Regions from separate parts of the Urocitellus parryii genome. Here region 1 is linked to region 2. The links are chromatin contacts, called in public Hi-C maps. All regions are on one chromosome and are shown on one strand. The core of a region is the stretch at or near the end of the contact, and the rest is flanking DNA. Distances in the headings are between cores, read along the strand shown.

What was found. A called contact is a pair of places that touch in the nucleus more often than the background predicts.
Region 1: a contact with region 2 is called in a Hi-C map of muscle, with 7 times the contacts expected there. The contact joins the promoter of Itgb1bp1 here to the promoter of Asap2 in region 2. A contact is called at or near these places in 2 of 2 Hi-C or Micro-C datasets (liver and muscle).

The regions. Positions count from the first base shown.
Region 1 is chr12:37,349,003-37,356,333 of mUroPar1.hap1, reverse strand. It overlaps Itgb1bp1 (integrin subunit beta 1 binding protein 1), which reads left to right and starts at 2,756. Exons shown (of 8, transcript XM_026396158.2): 1 at 2,756-2,897; 2 at 6,362-6,468. Cpsf3 (cleavage and polyadenylation specific factor 3) reads right to left here and starts at 2,613. Exons shown (of 18, transcript XM_026398881.2): 1 at 2,424-2,613. The coding sequence starts at 2,473.
Region 2 is chr12:37,185,203-37,192,097 of mUroPar1.hap1, reverse strand. Asap2 (ArfGAP with SH3 domain, ankyrin repeat and PH domain 2) reads right to left here and starts at 3,078. Exons shown (of 27, transcript XM_026397973.2): 1 at 2,953-3,078. The coding sequence starts at 3,078.

The DNA.
Region 1 (7,331 bases), core at 1,507-4,006, 160 kb before region 2:
TTATATTTCAATAAAGCTGGTACAAAACCAAATTTACTGCAGACCTAATCCACCTTCTGTATTCCTTGAGAATAATATGCCCAACCTAGGAATCTCAATCATCCTTATCTGAATACTCCCTTCTGCTCTGCATTCTAGAACCATCCCTACAGTAACACCTGACCACTTAGAAAATCCTAAAGATTTCACTTCCATGCTCTCTCAAAGCCATCTCTTCCCAAACCATTTCTTTTCAAGTCCTTTATCTCTGATTAGAGGTTTCATCATTTTACTTGGATTATTTCAATTACATTCTAGTAGATTCCTTCTAATAAATCCACCCTTTATTCATCTGCTACACTACTGCAAGGAGTGATTTAAAATATAATTTCTAGTATATCTCATGCTTGCCTAAAATCCTTTGTTTGCTTCCTTTAAATAATGCCCAAACTCTTTAATATAAGGGGACTTCACATGATGGACCCTGACAGACCTGTCCTACCTCATGTACTAACCTATGAGCCACAGCCTTGAGGATACTAGCCATGAATTGTGAACATTCCTGCCATGTTATTTTTTTACGTGTGCCATATCCTCTGCTTGTATCACTCCAGTCCTCACACTGTCTTTAATTCTTACTCATTCTTTGGTATATAGTTCACGCATCCCATTTTCTAGGAATGCATGAAATATCTTTCTCTTCAATCTTAAAAATTCCTTTTTCAGCCAGGCACGGTGGCGCATGTCTATAATCCCAGTGGCTTGGGAGGCTAAGACAGGAGAATTGTGAGTTCAAAGTCAGTCTCAGCAACTGTGAGGCACAAAGCAACTTAGTGAGACCCTGTCTCTAAACAAAATACAAAACAGGGCTGCGGATGTGGCTCAGTGGTCGAGTACCCCTGAGTTCAGTCCCTGGCACCAAAAAAAAAAAAAAAAAAAAAAAAAAAATCCCTTTTCATGGGCTGGAGTTGTGGCTCAGTGGTAGAGTGCTTGCCTAGCACCTGTGAGGCCCTGGGTTCGATCCTCAGCACCACATATAAATAAACAAAATAAAGATATTGTGTCCAACTACAACTAAAAAATAAACATTTTAAAAAATTCCTTTTTCATACTCTCTCAGCAGTTAGTGCAACTCTTACCTGTGCTCTTGTACGAGCTGTCATTTAATAAGCACCTACCAGGGTCTTTACTCCTTGCAATATGCATTATTATCCCCACATAAGGAAACAGATTCAGTGAGGCTGTTGTCCTACTAAGTGATAGAGAATGAATTTTAGGCCTGACTCCCAAGTAATTGGCTCCTATTTTTCTAAACTCTCTCCAGTACTTTCCACTCTGCACTCCAGTTGCCTCCAAAATGTTAAAACCAATGAACTCAGCCTTCTGTCTTATTTGTATCCTCAGTGCCTGGTGTAGTGCTTGTCACTTGCTCTGTGTTTACAGAACACACACAGAAATGACAGTTGTGAACTAAACATCAAAGACTTGAGGCTGTGTGCCCAGTAGGGACTCAACAAATCCTTATTGAATGAATGTGTAAAGCAGATACTTTCTACTTTTTGAAAAAAGCACATTCATATGATACTAATATCTAATACTGAACAATAACCATGTTTGCACAAATTGCTCATCTATAGGAATAAGTTCTCTTTGTTTACACATCCCAGAATGGAGAAGGCCAACTCCACTGAAAGACCAGTCTTCTTATGGGCACTACAGGGCTGAGTTTTTGACAATAACTTCTCTGCTATTTCTGACATCCACTTTCCTGCCTTGTTCTGCCAGGGTCGGAGCTTTGAAGGTAAAAACTCACATCAAGTCCCTAACTTATTTCCCCTCTCTCACATCTTGGCACCATGTCACGTCCTGGAGCTAATAAAAAACGGATTTAAGGCTGGGTTGTAGCTCAGTTGGTAGCGCGTTTGCCTTGCACGTGTGAGGCACTGGGTTCGATTCTTAGCACCACATAAAAACAAACAAATAAAATAAAGGTACTGTGTCTGTTAACAACTTAAAAAAATTATTTAAAAAAAAAAAAAGGAGAGAGGCTTAGTTTTTCCTTGCACTGTCATGGCCTTCCCCAGGCCCTCCCGTCACGGTCGGTTCCCTCTCGGCCTGCCCTGATGCGCGAGATGCGGGCAGGTGCGGATAACCCTTCTTACTTGAAGGCACGCGGCGGGATGAAATAACTTTTTTTTTTTTAACCCCAACATATCCTCCCCTAAGACTGAAGCCACGCAAATTCCCTCTCAACCTAGCAGGCCATTTCCGACCAACAGCGCTCCAAACCCCTGGGGCCTGGCCGGCCTGGCCCGCAGCTGCGGGCGAGGACCGGCGGCCGCAGGCTGGAGTGGGGGCGACGGGGCCGGCCCGGAGCCCGGCTCGAAGCCCCGCTGGCTCTCCCTGGGCCTGCGGCTTCACGCTCGGTCTCGCTGGTCCCTTACAGGGGTCGGATCAGCAGCTGGTCGCTCTCTTCCGCAGGAATTGCAGACATCCTGGAAGTCTGAGGAGGAGCGCGGGTGAGGGACTCGCCGCCGGAGTCTGTCTGAATTACAAGCACAGCCACAGCAACTACACAAGAAAAACCCCATCCACCCAGAGGCAGCTTCCGCCACTCTGGCGCCCGTGGCACTAGGCCCCTCCCCTCGACTTCCGGCCGGAGAGCCGGCGTGGGTGGGGGGGGGGGCGTCGCCTCCGGGGTTCCGCGCCGCTTGGAGCCCAGGAACCTGGGGCGGGCCCTGAAGTCCGCGCCTGCGCACCGCCACGGGGGCGGGGCCTGGCAGAAGAGGGCAGGAGGGCTGGAAAAGGTGGCGCTGGAATTAGAACTGGAGTACCCGCGTGGGTGCTGTCGGCTGGGCGCTCCAACTCCAACTCCCTGTGAGGCGCAGGCGGCCCGGGGTTGGGCCCACGGCCGCGAGGTGAGAGCCCCGGGGTTCAGGGCCGGGCTCTCGGGCGGTGGCGGGAACGCGGCGCGAGGGCGGCGCCGGCTGTCGGGACGGATGGGTGGGGCCCTGGGGAGTCCGTGGTGTCGTGGGGACCCGCCCTCCCTCGGAGGTCCTAGATGCGGGCACCCGGGCCGGGGAGCGGCTGGGCGAGGGAGGATGCCAGAGGTCGGTTCTGTTGTGCTGAGCGGCCGAGGGCGCTGGGGCCGGAGCGCCGAGCTGTGGGCCGTTCCTGGGCCAGGTCCGCGGTGCCGGGGCAGAGCGAGGCGAGAAGCGCACTGCCTTCTCGCGCGTGCCCTTCTCCCCTTGGCATCGCTGCAGTCGGGCAAGGGTTCTGTCGTTTACTGTTGCATCCTTTGCACCGGTGACATGTACGACGCAGGTGGGTGTCTAGAAAGAGCTTTGAAGCTGCCTCTGTCTAGGTCCCAAACTTGGCCTGTCAGCTCTTAGCCTGGTGACCTTGGGCACGTCACTGGCTCTCTTGGCGCCTTGGCGACCTCTTGTGAACACGTTGTCCTACTATAACAGTGGTGGTCAGGTGAAGGGGTTAGCGGTTTCTGTAGCACTAACCAGTTCTTGGCTTCATGAACTGGTCCACTGTTGTTCGGTGGGTGTACAGAGCAAGTCCACTGTTGCTCGGTGGGTGTACAGAGAGTAACAGCCCTGTCTTTGGCTACTTTGGAGATAGAATTATAAGTGGTAGCAGTTCGGAATGCTATGATTAGGTGTATGTTCATGCTCTGAGTCCCTTAACTCAACCTGGAGAGCTGAGGTTTTTTAGAAAAGAAGCAGCCTGAAATGAGCTGTGAAAAATAATAGACAGTAACTAAAATGTGAGGAGCATTCCAGGTGAGAAAATGTGGGAGCAAAGCATGGGAACATGGAGCACGGTGCTATGGAGAATCAAGGCAGCTTTGCATGGCTGAGAGATGAACTACAGGTGCAGTGGAAAATGCAGGGAGAAATGGGTCATGGAGGTCCATGCACGTCCTGAGGAAGAACTGTGACTTTAGTCTCTAACTGTAGACCAGTGAAAACATTTCAAGCATGCTAGTGGTCTCAGATTTGTGTTTGAAAGAAATTATTTTAATCCTTTTGGCTGAAGTGTCTTGGTAGATTTAGAGTGGCAAGGAATCCCATAGGACAAGTCCACGTATCCATGAAATATCATCAGTAGGTTTGTGGATTCTTTAAATTATATTCCACAGCGTGTATACTTGCACATTTTGTAGGTTGAGGATCTACCACTTCCATTGGATGTTGAAAAATTAGCTGTGTAGTTATCTAGTGATGATGTGGAGCCTGTTCTAGAGCTGGATTAGAGAACTCCGCAGGTGTAAACAAGGATCTTGGTGCCTGATTAGATGTGGGAACTGAAGGACAGTGAGTGATGGATTTCCTGGTTGCTACCAGCAATAATATAATTTCCTAAGAGGGAGAAGTGAGGGAGGAGCAGATCTGGAGGGGAAGATGATGTGTTCAGCTTTAGACATTTTTGCGTTTAATGAGCCTGTGGAACATCCAAGTGACAATCAGTATCTTTGGCCTTATTTTTATGCAAGAGTAATTTAAAGGCAAGAATGTTTTTCTTAAGAACATGCATCAAAATGGCAGTAGATATCAAAGTGCTTCCCCCCCGCCCAGGGTCCTGGATCAAAGTTGAAAAGCAAGTCTTATGGAGTTGCAAAGGCATTATAGGAGTGCCTTTATACTAGTATGTGTATATATGTGTAGTCAGCTCTCCATGTCCATGAGTTCCACATTTTTGGATTCAGCCAACCCCAGATTGAAAACATTTGCAAAATATTGCATATTACTGATCATGTAGAGACTTTCTTGACATTTTTCCCTAAATAATATGGTGTAACCACTACTCCCCTAGCATTTACATCAAATATTAGGCATGCTAAGAAATTTAGAGATGATTTAACGTGTACAGGGAGGGGAGACACACATAGGTGATGTGTAGGTACTATGTTGCTTTGCATCAGGGGCTTGAGCATTGGGGGATTTTGGTGTCCACAGGGCTCCTGTGTTTAAATGTTACATACCAACATTTTAACCTGCTAAAGACCACTTACATGTACTTTAGGCTGCTTCATTAACCCAGTTTTGTGTGGATCTGGGAATAAGGCTCTCCTGCCATCTCTCCCTTACTGAAAAGCTGTTCTCTGAAGCTTCCTGCAATAGCCATCTAACCTCTCTGTTTTGCTTTTATCCTATGCAGTTATTTTTCCACCTGTGGCCAGAAATCTAATCGTGCCCCCGACTGCCTTTTAAAAGCCTCTAGTTTTCCTATTAAACTCAAGTCAAACCACATTGTTCACGTGACCTGCCAGGCCTTCTGTCATGTTTTCTGTTTCTCCTGCCCTAGCTGCGTTGGCCTCATACTGTGCTCATACCAGCACACTTCCTGGGGCTCCTTATGCTCACCTGTATACCTGGAGCATTTCCTCCACCAGTCAGCCTGCCCTTCTTCATTCAGGCTTCAGCTGAGGGGAGGGTCGCAAGTTCCAGGTCAATCTGGTCAACTTGTTGAGACCCTATCTCAAAATAGAAATTTAAAAAGCCAGTGTGTGGGAGTGGGGAGGCTGGGGTTGTGACTCAGCAGTAGAGCATTCGCCTAGCGCGCCTGAGGCCCTGGGTTTGATCCTCAGCACCAAATAAAAATAAATAAATAAAACCAAGGTATTGTGTCCAACTACACCTAAAAAATAAATAAATATTAAAAAAAAAAAAGCCAGTGTTGGGGATGTAGATGTAGCTCAGTGGTGGGATACTCTTGGCCCTGAGTTCAATTCCCAGTACTCCAAAACAGCCCCCTCTTGTCTCTGATCACATCCCCTCCTCCTTACCCTGCTTCAGCTTTCCTCATAGGAACTTTTGTTCTCTAATAATACATTTTATGTTTGTTTTTCTTGTTGGTCTATCTGCTCCCTTTAAAAATATACCCCTTGGGCTGGGGATGTGGCTCAAGCGGTAGCGCGCTCGCCTGGCATGCGTGCAGCCCGGGTTCGATCCTCAGCACCACATACCAACAAGGATGTTGTGTCCGCCGAGAACTAAGGAAAAAATAAATAAATGTTAAAATTCTCTCTCTCTCTCTGTCCCCCTCTCTCTTACTCTCTCTTAAAAAAAAAAAAATAAATAAAAATATACCCCTTGAGGTCAGAGGCTTGACTTTTGTCTCTGATATTCCTCCAGCACCTACTAGTTGCTCACTAATCACTCAGGAATGAGTGACTGAATCAAATCTTTTCCATAAATATAGCAAAGTATAGAAAGAAAGTGGATGACAAGGCTGACTATACAAAGCTTGGGCTCAGTGGTCAGGCATGGCCAGGGACCTACTGAGTGGACTAAGAGTGGGGTCTCCAAATACAAAGAAACCTGTGCAAGACCAGGGGCTTTTGATGTCCTCATTCTCGTTCCTTCACCAGGGGCACTGCTCCTCTGAAAGGCTTGACCGGCAGAATGGAAGGAAGCTGTGGTGCAGACTGCCCTCTGTGGAGCCTTTGAAGACAATAAAATCCTGTTCAGTTCCACAGTAAGCACATTCCCTGTTCTTTCTGTAGAGATAGATTTTTGGTTAAAATAAGTTAGGCTGTCTTATTCATAAATTCTCTTGAAAGTTGGGTCACAGTTCCCGCATCCATAAAATACAGATTATGTCCTCCCTTCCTGGAGCATGAGGCAGTCTGTGGCATGTTCCTGGCCTTTAGGAACATCTGTGGAGCAGGTGAACGTGCCACAGGTTGCTGAGGTCCCAGGAGACAGTGTGGTGGAGTTCTGTGACCTGCAACATCCTGCAGCTTAAAATTCCAAGGGGAATGTTGCTGCCTGGACATGGGGAGATACCACTGACACTTGAAAGGTATTATAAAAAAAATAGACGTGTGGGGAAGGAAAGATCCCACGTAGCAAGACTCTGAGTCACTTAAAGTCATCTCCTTGCCTGGCCTTACCGGAGTAGGGAGTTGGGGGGAACGTTTTCATGTCAGTGTTTACTTAAAAGATTTTCCAGGTCTGGGGCTGTGGCTCAGCAGTAGAGCACTTGCCTAGCACATGGGAGGTCCTGGGTTCCATCCTCAGCACCACATAGAAATAAATGAATAAAATAAAGGTATCCATGTACAACTAAAAAATATATATGTAAAAAAATGATTTTCCAGACTTCAAGAAAAACGCTCATTTCTGAGAGGTGTGTGCCTTGTTTTAGTCTCACCAAGTACAGGATGTGAACCTGGAGCAGGAACTGAATCCCAGCACCTGGGTGGTGAGCAGTTCAGCACGTGTTGTGCCCGTCATGAATCAGCCAGAGTGAGGACTGAACTTGAACAGCCAAGGACGCGATCTTACCTGTGTTTCCTCACTTCTCTGTAGGACAGTGTTTCTGCCTCTCAACTTATC
Region 2 (6,895 bases), core at 1,829-4,328:
CACCCAAGTTCACAAACTGCAAGTGCTGGAGTCTGAACATGAACCCAAATTGACCTCACGAAGGAGCAATTTAGAGAATGCAGGATTATTAAAGCTAGAGTTTAGTTTCTGAAGATAGCTTGGAATCAGGTTCAAATTCCACTTAATAGCTCTATAAACTTGAGCAAATAACCACCTCTCCCAGCCTCAATTTCCTCCTCTACAGAGCAGGGCTCAGATTAAAGACAACCCATGTGACATTTGCAGCGTAGGGCAGGGACCAGGTACCTAGTAATATTCCAGCTACAGGTATGCAAATCAAAAAAGCACATTTCATACCCAGTACCAAAGCGGGGGAAAAAAGCACATTTCCATTGGAAAATGACTTTTTTGCAGACACAACCTCCATTGGAAATAAATATATACAAAGGTTAATTCATCTAAAAATAATCCACTAATTTTATAACTCATTTAAACATAGGCCTAAATTTTATTTTTTTTTAATTTCTGTTAACTGCAAAACTTTATGTCACAATATCCTCTCTCGTGTGCAGTATAAAAAGTAAATGTCTTATTTAAAACCAAAATATTGCCAGGCCTGGAGGCACACTTCCATAATTTCAGCAATTCTGGAGACTGAGGCAAGAGGATTGCAAGTTCAGAGCCAGTCTCAGCAACTTAGCAAGGACCAAAGCGATTTAGCAAAATCCTGTCTCAAAATAAAAACTTAAAAGGGCTGGGGACATAGTTCAAGGATAAAGCACCCTCTGGGTCCAATCCCCAATATCAAAAAACAAAATGAACAAAAAAAACTGAAAACAAAATTTTGTGGGAATCATTTGTCATTAAATCATACACAGAACAAGTTTTTATAATGGAACTGAACATTAAGTGCTCTGGGGAAAAAAGCATTTTTTTAAACAATCCATGCTGATTCCTCTCAGAAAGTAAACAACTTTCAGATGTTGCCATGAATCCAAGTTCACACTTGTCATCATCACAGCATGTATACTACATTTATTTAAAGTGAGATAAACCTGCAATGGTTTTAATTTTTCCATGTTTGAGACTCCAACCCAGTCTTGTGCTCAGATGGCAACATGAAGCAAGCCTGCAATTTAACAAAATGACCAAATCCAGTCTCTCTTTAATCTGCTTGGTAACTGAGCTCTAGGGTAATCTCCTGCACAGCATACAAAAAAAAAAAAAAAAAAAAAAAGGCTTGGATTCATCTACTGAAAAATTAATCAGAAAAGGGGTATGCCAATTTTAATAGCAACTCCTATTTGCCTGGCTTTCCAACATCTGCCAGTGTTAATAATATTTAACTGACAAACTACAGGGGGAAAAGGCAACAGAACTTTAAATACAATCAAGCCCTTTTTTAAGGCATCATGTACAAAGCTCCTTCCCTTAATGAATAGCTGCTACCTTTCTGATTGCAATCATTTCCATAAGTATTATTAATGATGTATTTTGAAAACACTGTTAACATTTTCCTATTTTCAACTGGAACTAGAGAAAAAATTCCATCCATCCATCCCCACCTGCCTCATCTGAAGACATCCTTTTAAGCCCTGCTCATGAAAGTGTAGTGAAGAGATCTGAGAATCACAGAACTCACCACCAAAGGTTTACTTGCAGCTCTCTGCCAAAAACAGGGAGGAGAGTAGGGAGTTAGGGAGGATGCCCTAGCCATACTTCAACATTCAGAATGCTGAATCTGGCATTTTTCATTTAGCCCAGTATTGACTGTTTATGTCTACAAAGAAAAAAAAAATTCCACTAAGGAAAAACATTCTACATTTTTTTTTTCCAACCAATTCCTAACAGCAGATGCTTTGTTCAAAGGGGGAAGGGTAACGCGGCCACTCACTGGTGACACACACCCCCATTCACTGTGGGCCAAGCATTTTCTTCAAAAACACCTACAATACTCAATTTTAGGGCTGTAACTTGACATTGTGGCCAAAAGAAACGCAATGTTCCAATTCACTGTTGCCACACGTGTGGCTTGAAACCGGTCACCTATAATGAGCGCAAACACTTGGCACACAATGCCTCTGATGCGGAAGAGCAGCGTTCTAATCCCATTCGGGAGGGAAGGAAAAGGAGGATCCAGGCGAGGCCATGGCCCCTGGACTCTGGGGCTGCTCCTTCCCACTCCGCAGGCTGCTTTCTCAGCCTAAGCTGCTGCCCTCCTCAACGTGCCCTCTCCCGGCATCTGGAGAGCCCACAGGCTAGCAGCTCGGCGCGATGACTTGGCACCTTGAAAGCCGTTTACTAAAACCAGGCCTTTCCCAGGTGGAGAGGCAGGGAGGCGACCGGACTTCCAGCAGGTGGGACGCAGGTACCAGGGAGCGGCCATCAGGGCTCCGGACATCACGGCGCCGGCTCCGCGCACGCGGTGCAGCGCTCCTCTGCGGCACGGCGCGGAGGCGGCCGGGCGGCCAGGCTGGCGGGGCACCCTTCCTGGGCAACCGGGTCCCCCCGACCCACGGAGAGTGGAGGCGCCGGGCGGCTGCGGCGGGCGGCCGGGGACGCACAGCTGTCCCCACCGGGCCACTTCGGGGACAAGTTGGCGAGGTCCGCGCGGGTACCCACGACCCCGGGCCGCGGCGGGCATCGGGGTCCCCCGCTCGCAGCCGATCGCGACTCCCGGGCCGAAGTTGGCCGCGCCGGGGGGTCGAGGACGCCGCCGCGGAGCCCCGCGAGGGCAGGGAGGGCGGGCGCGCGGGATCTCGGAAAGGCCCAAGGTGGCCACCCGGCCTCTCCCCGGAGCCACCTCCACGGGAACAAAGGGCTTCTGTTCCGGGCAGGGCTGGCCCTGCCGCTCCGGCTCAGGAGCACGAGAAACTTTTCCCGGGTGTGGAGGCGCAGCGGCGGGAGGGCGCGGGCCGCGGGCGGGGTCTGCCCGGGGCGCGCGCCGCGGTACCTGCGGCCGAGCCGACCGCCCGCGAGGCCGCCGCTCACCTCCTCGATGGCCGCCACCGTGTTCCGGCAGTGGGCCGTGCGGGTGGTGAAGCTGGAGGCCGTGGGCGCCTTGTAGTCCTCGAGGGTCTCAGCCACGAATTCCGACACGGAGATCTGGTCCGGCATCGCCGCGGCGCGCGGGCGGCCGGCCGCGGGGGAGCCGCCGCCTCAGCCGCCGCCGCGGGCTCCGATCGCCGAGCGCTCGGGCGCCGCCGCCGCGGGCTCCGATCGCCGAGCGCTCGGGCGCCGCCGCCGCTCCGGCCCGCGGACAAAGGGAGCGCAGCGCGGGATCCGCCGCCGCAGGGCGCGGGCCGGCCGCGGGAGCAGGGGCGGCGCGGCCCCGCAGCTCGGCCCGGCCGTCCGCCCGCGCGCGCCGAGGGCTGCTGCGTCCGCCGCCGCGTCCTCTCCGAGCGAGCCCCGAGGCGGGCGCGCAGAGCCGGCGGGAACTGCCCGCCACCCAGCCGCGGGCCCCGAACGCCTCCCGCGGAGAGGGGCGGGTCCGGGCCGGGGGCGGCGGCCGGCCGGGCGCGGGGCGGGGCGGCGCGGAGGGCTGGGCCGCCAATGGGCGCGCTCGCCGCCGCCGCGCCGCCGGGAAGCGGAGCCTGCAGGAAGGAAGGCGGCGCGCGCCCCGGCCCGCCAGCCGCTCCTGGCCGCCGCGCGCCGCATTGTCTCGGCGTTCGGGGCGCGCGGCGCGCCGGGGTTCGAGGGCGCGCCCCCCGAGCTGGCGGCGCACGGACACCTCCCGGCCCGCCCGAACCCGGGCCTGCACCGGGGCCCACCAGGGCGCGAGCAGGGGGCGCGGGACACTCTCCTCGGAGGCATCGGAGCCCACCCCTCCGCGGGCCAGCCCCACCCCTGGCGAGGAATCCCCCGGAATCCCCACCCAAACCGCGGGGAAGGCCCGTCCAGCGAGACGACGGTGGGAGGAGCTCGCCCCCTGCTGGAGGCGGCGCTGCGCCCGGGGCACCCCGCGCGGTGACCAGCGCCTTCGGCACCGTGGGGGCTAGCCAGTGACTGCCGGGGCCGTGCAGTGATCGTGTGCTTTACCTGGCGGTCTTAGCAGACACATAAGGAGCTGGGTACTTGTTTGTATAGAAGACAATTGGCCCAAAAGCGAGTCAACTGACAAGTGGGGATTGCATTCCATGTCCTTGCCTTGGAAGAGCGCCTCCCGGCCCCCAGTGAAAGTCCCAGCCACGTTTCCTAAGCTTTTACATCTACAAGTGTTCTCCCTTAGGCGTATATAGTTTTAGGGTACAGAAAATGGTTTTCAGGCCAGACCCCGCCCCGGTAGAACTCCGAACGCCTAAATGGAAGTGGGGGACCTCCGGGGACCCTGGAGCATGTCTGAGGAGGGGCTCTCAGAACGCTGCAGCAGCACCAATCTACCAATCTCAGACATAACTAGTCCAGTAAAGAGTTTGAATTAGTACAGGTTTTCATTTACAACTCCCATGGAAATTCTCATAGCTGTATTTTAAAACCCAGAAGTTCTGAAGACACTAGTCAAAAGAAAATCACACCCTATAACTCTACACCAGGCATGTGGCATGGTTTCTGTAGCTGCCAGCAATAAAACCAAGAGAAACTTTACAAAAACCTTTTGTGCATCTGAAAAGGAGGAAGTGTGAGAGACATTGGAAACTCAATATGTGAGACAAAAAAGTCTCCTGACCGTAGGACACTGGACCAGTCAAACAATCTTTTTTAAGCTGCCATGTAAGAATTTGCCATATGAGGTGGCAGCATGGGTCAGACGTTATGTATGGCTTTTGGTATTTTAGTAACACGCATGTGAAATTTAACTTTCTAAAATAAATGCATTAGTGGGTAGCTTTTATCCTTGTACTAGGCAATAAATTACAGTCTAAAAACTGCATATGCCTGCCTCTTTCTTCCCTTTATGGGTCTCACCCTGCTGGTGTCTCTGGGGACTTCCTCTCCTTGCAGCTTTGTGCCATTCCAGTCTTTGGTGTGTTGTTGGTGTTAGTATATCCTCTCCACACTTGTGTTCCCGCCCACTTGTTTTCCAGCTCCAGTCTTTGTGGACTTCTTTGAGGCTGGACAGCATCCTAGATGACTTTTTGCACCTTGGATCTTTGAAGTCTGATTTCTAGGAGATTATGAGAGATTTAAGAGGAAGTGGTGTTTTTCGTGGGTGTCTAGTCCAGCGTTAATCAAGGCTCTTCCTACAAGTTCAAAGCTAAGCTTGGTGTTCTTCCCGTCTTTATTTGCAGCTCCTGCTCTTCATTCTTGTACTTTCATTTGATTCTTCAGGTACAAGGATCTTTAGTAGCCTCAGAAAGTAAAATTGCAAAGCTGTGCTGAGTTAATAAGTGGACGAGAAGGCTGGTAGAAACAAGCAAGCGGTTACCAAGTCTGTCTGTGATGTAAAAGGGTCACGAGAGTGGCAGTCACTTCTCCATCATCCCTTAGAAATCTAACTTGCCCAGTGCAAAAGCCTAGGTCGAAAGCAAGACCTGAGCAAAACATGGCCAATGCCTCTCTGGGGTTAATATAGGAATAAGGAGCTTCCAGTAAATAAAATTAAACAGGCATCAAGAAAACATTATGTACACACACTTGTTAATGCATCAAGAAGATGCTGATAATGCCATTACAGACCTGTGCTCCCTTAATCTGAACACTTTAAGTATAAAAAGCCCTGAAAATCTAGTCTTTAAAGTAATTCTTGGGCCTGCAGTTGTAGCTGGGTGGTAGAGCACTTACCTAGTATATGTGAGGCACTGGGTTTGATCCTTAGCACCACAAAAAATAAATAAATTAGTAAAATAAAGGTATTTTTAAAAAACAGTCTTCAAAATAAATAAATTAATTCTTAGTGATAAAAATTACCTAAGATGAGCTGACATGAAGCTATGTAGTCTTGTTTATCCCACTTCATATGAATATTTGTTTTGCTAGAAAATAAAAGTGTGCTTAATTATAGACATTACCCCAAGTCCACTAGGAGTAATTCAAAGTTATACCATAAGAGCAGTGTTATCATTCTGAAACCTGAGAAATTATGAATCTATACATATCTAACCCATGGGTTTCACATAAAAGACCATAGTCCTCTATTATTAAAACAAGATAGCAAGCTGTTATGACAAACTACCCGAGGCTGGAAACTTTATAAAGAAAAGATATTTATTTAGCTCACATCTCTGGAGTCCGAATGTCCAAGATGAAGCGGACCCATCTATTTGGCCTTCATGGTGAAGAGCAGGGAGCCTATCTGCCAGGCATCTCACTTCAGCACCCGGGAACTACTTAACAAGTTCTCATGGTGGATGGGGGCATGACATTGGGAATACTTGCACTACCCATCACAATGGTGAGACAGGAAGCCAGAGAGATTCAGGGTCAAACTCCTTCTTTTAGAACAACTCACTCTCTTGAGAGATAATGGAGATCCTAAGAAAACTACCTTAACCCCTTCCCAGGGCTGGGTCCCTAATGATCCAATCATCTCACACTAGGCCCCGCCTCTTAAAGGCACCACCACACTAAGGACTAAGCTTCCAACACAGGAACCATTAGAGTCAAACCACATTCGAACCATGGGGAAAAGGAGAATGTGCAGCAGCCCACTGAGACTGGCCAGCAGCCCATTTTCCAAAGAAATTCTCTGCCTCCTGCAGTTCACAAGAACCTGACATTTTTCTCTCTCAGATCAAGGTGTGCGACATGTGCTTAACTCTGAAACTTGCTGGAGGGTTGGCTGGTTTCACACTAGACTTGCTCGGCTACTAGCTATTAACTTGTAAATGATTACTCTGGGAATGGACAGATCTGGACCTTAGGAGAACTGTGGCCAAGGGTGCAATAAATAGAAACAACACACAGGGGAAACCTAGCCACGAGCCCGTGGAAGCCTCCTTTCCACACCACAAAATCCTTTCCCAAAAGCAGAGCCGTGGAAGGGACCCCCTCGTCC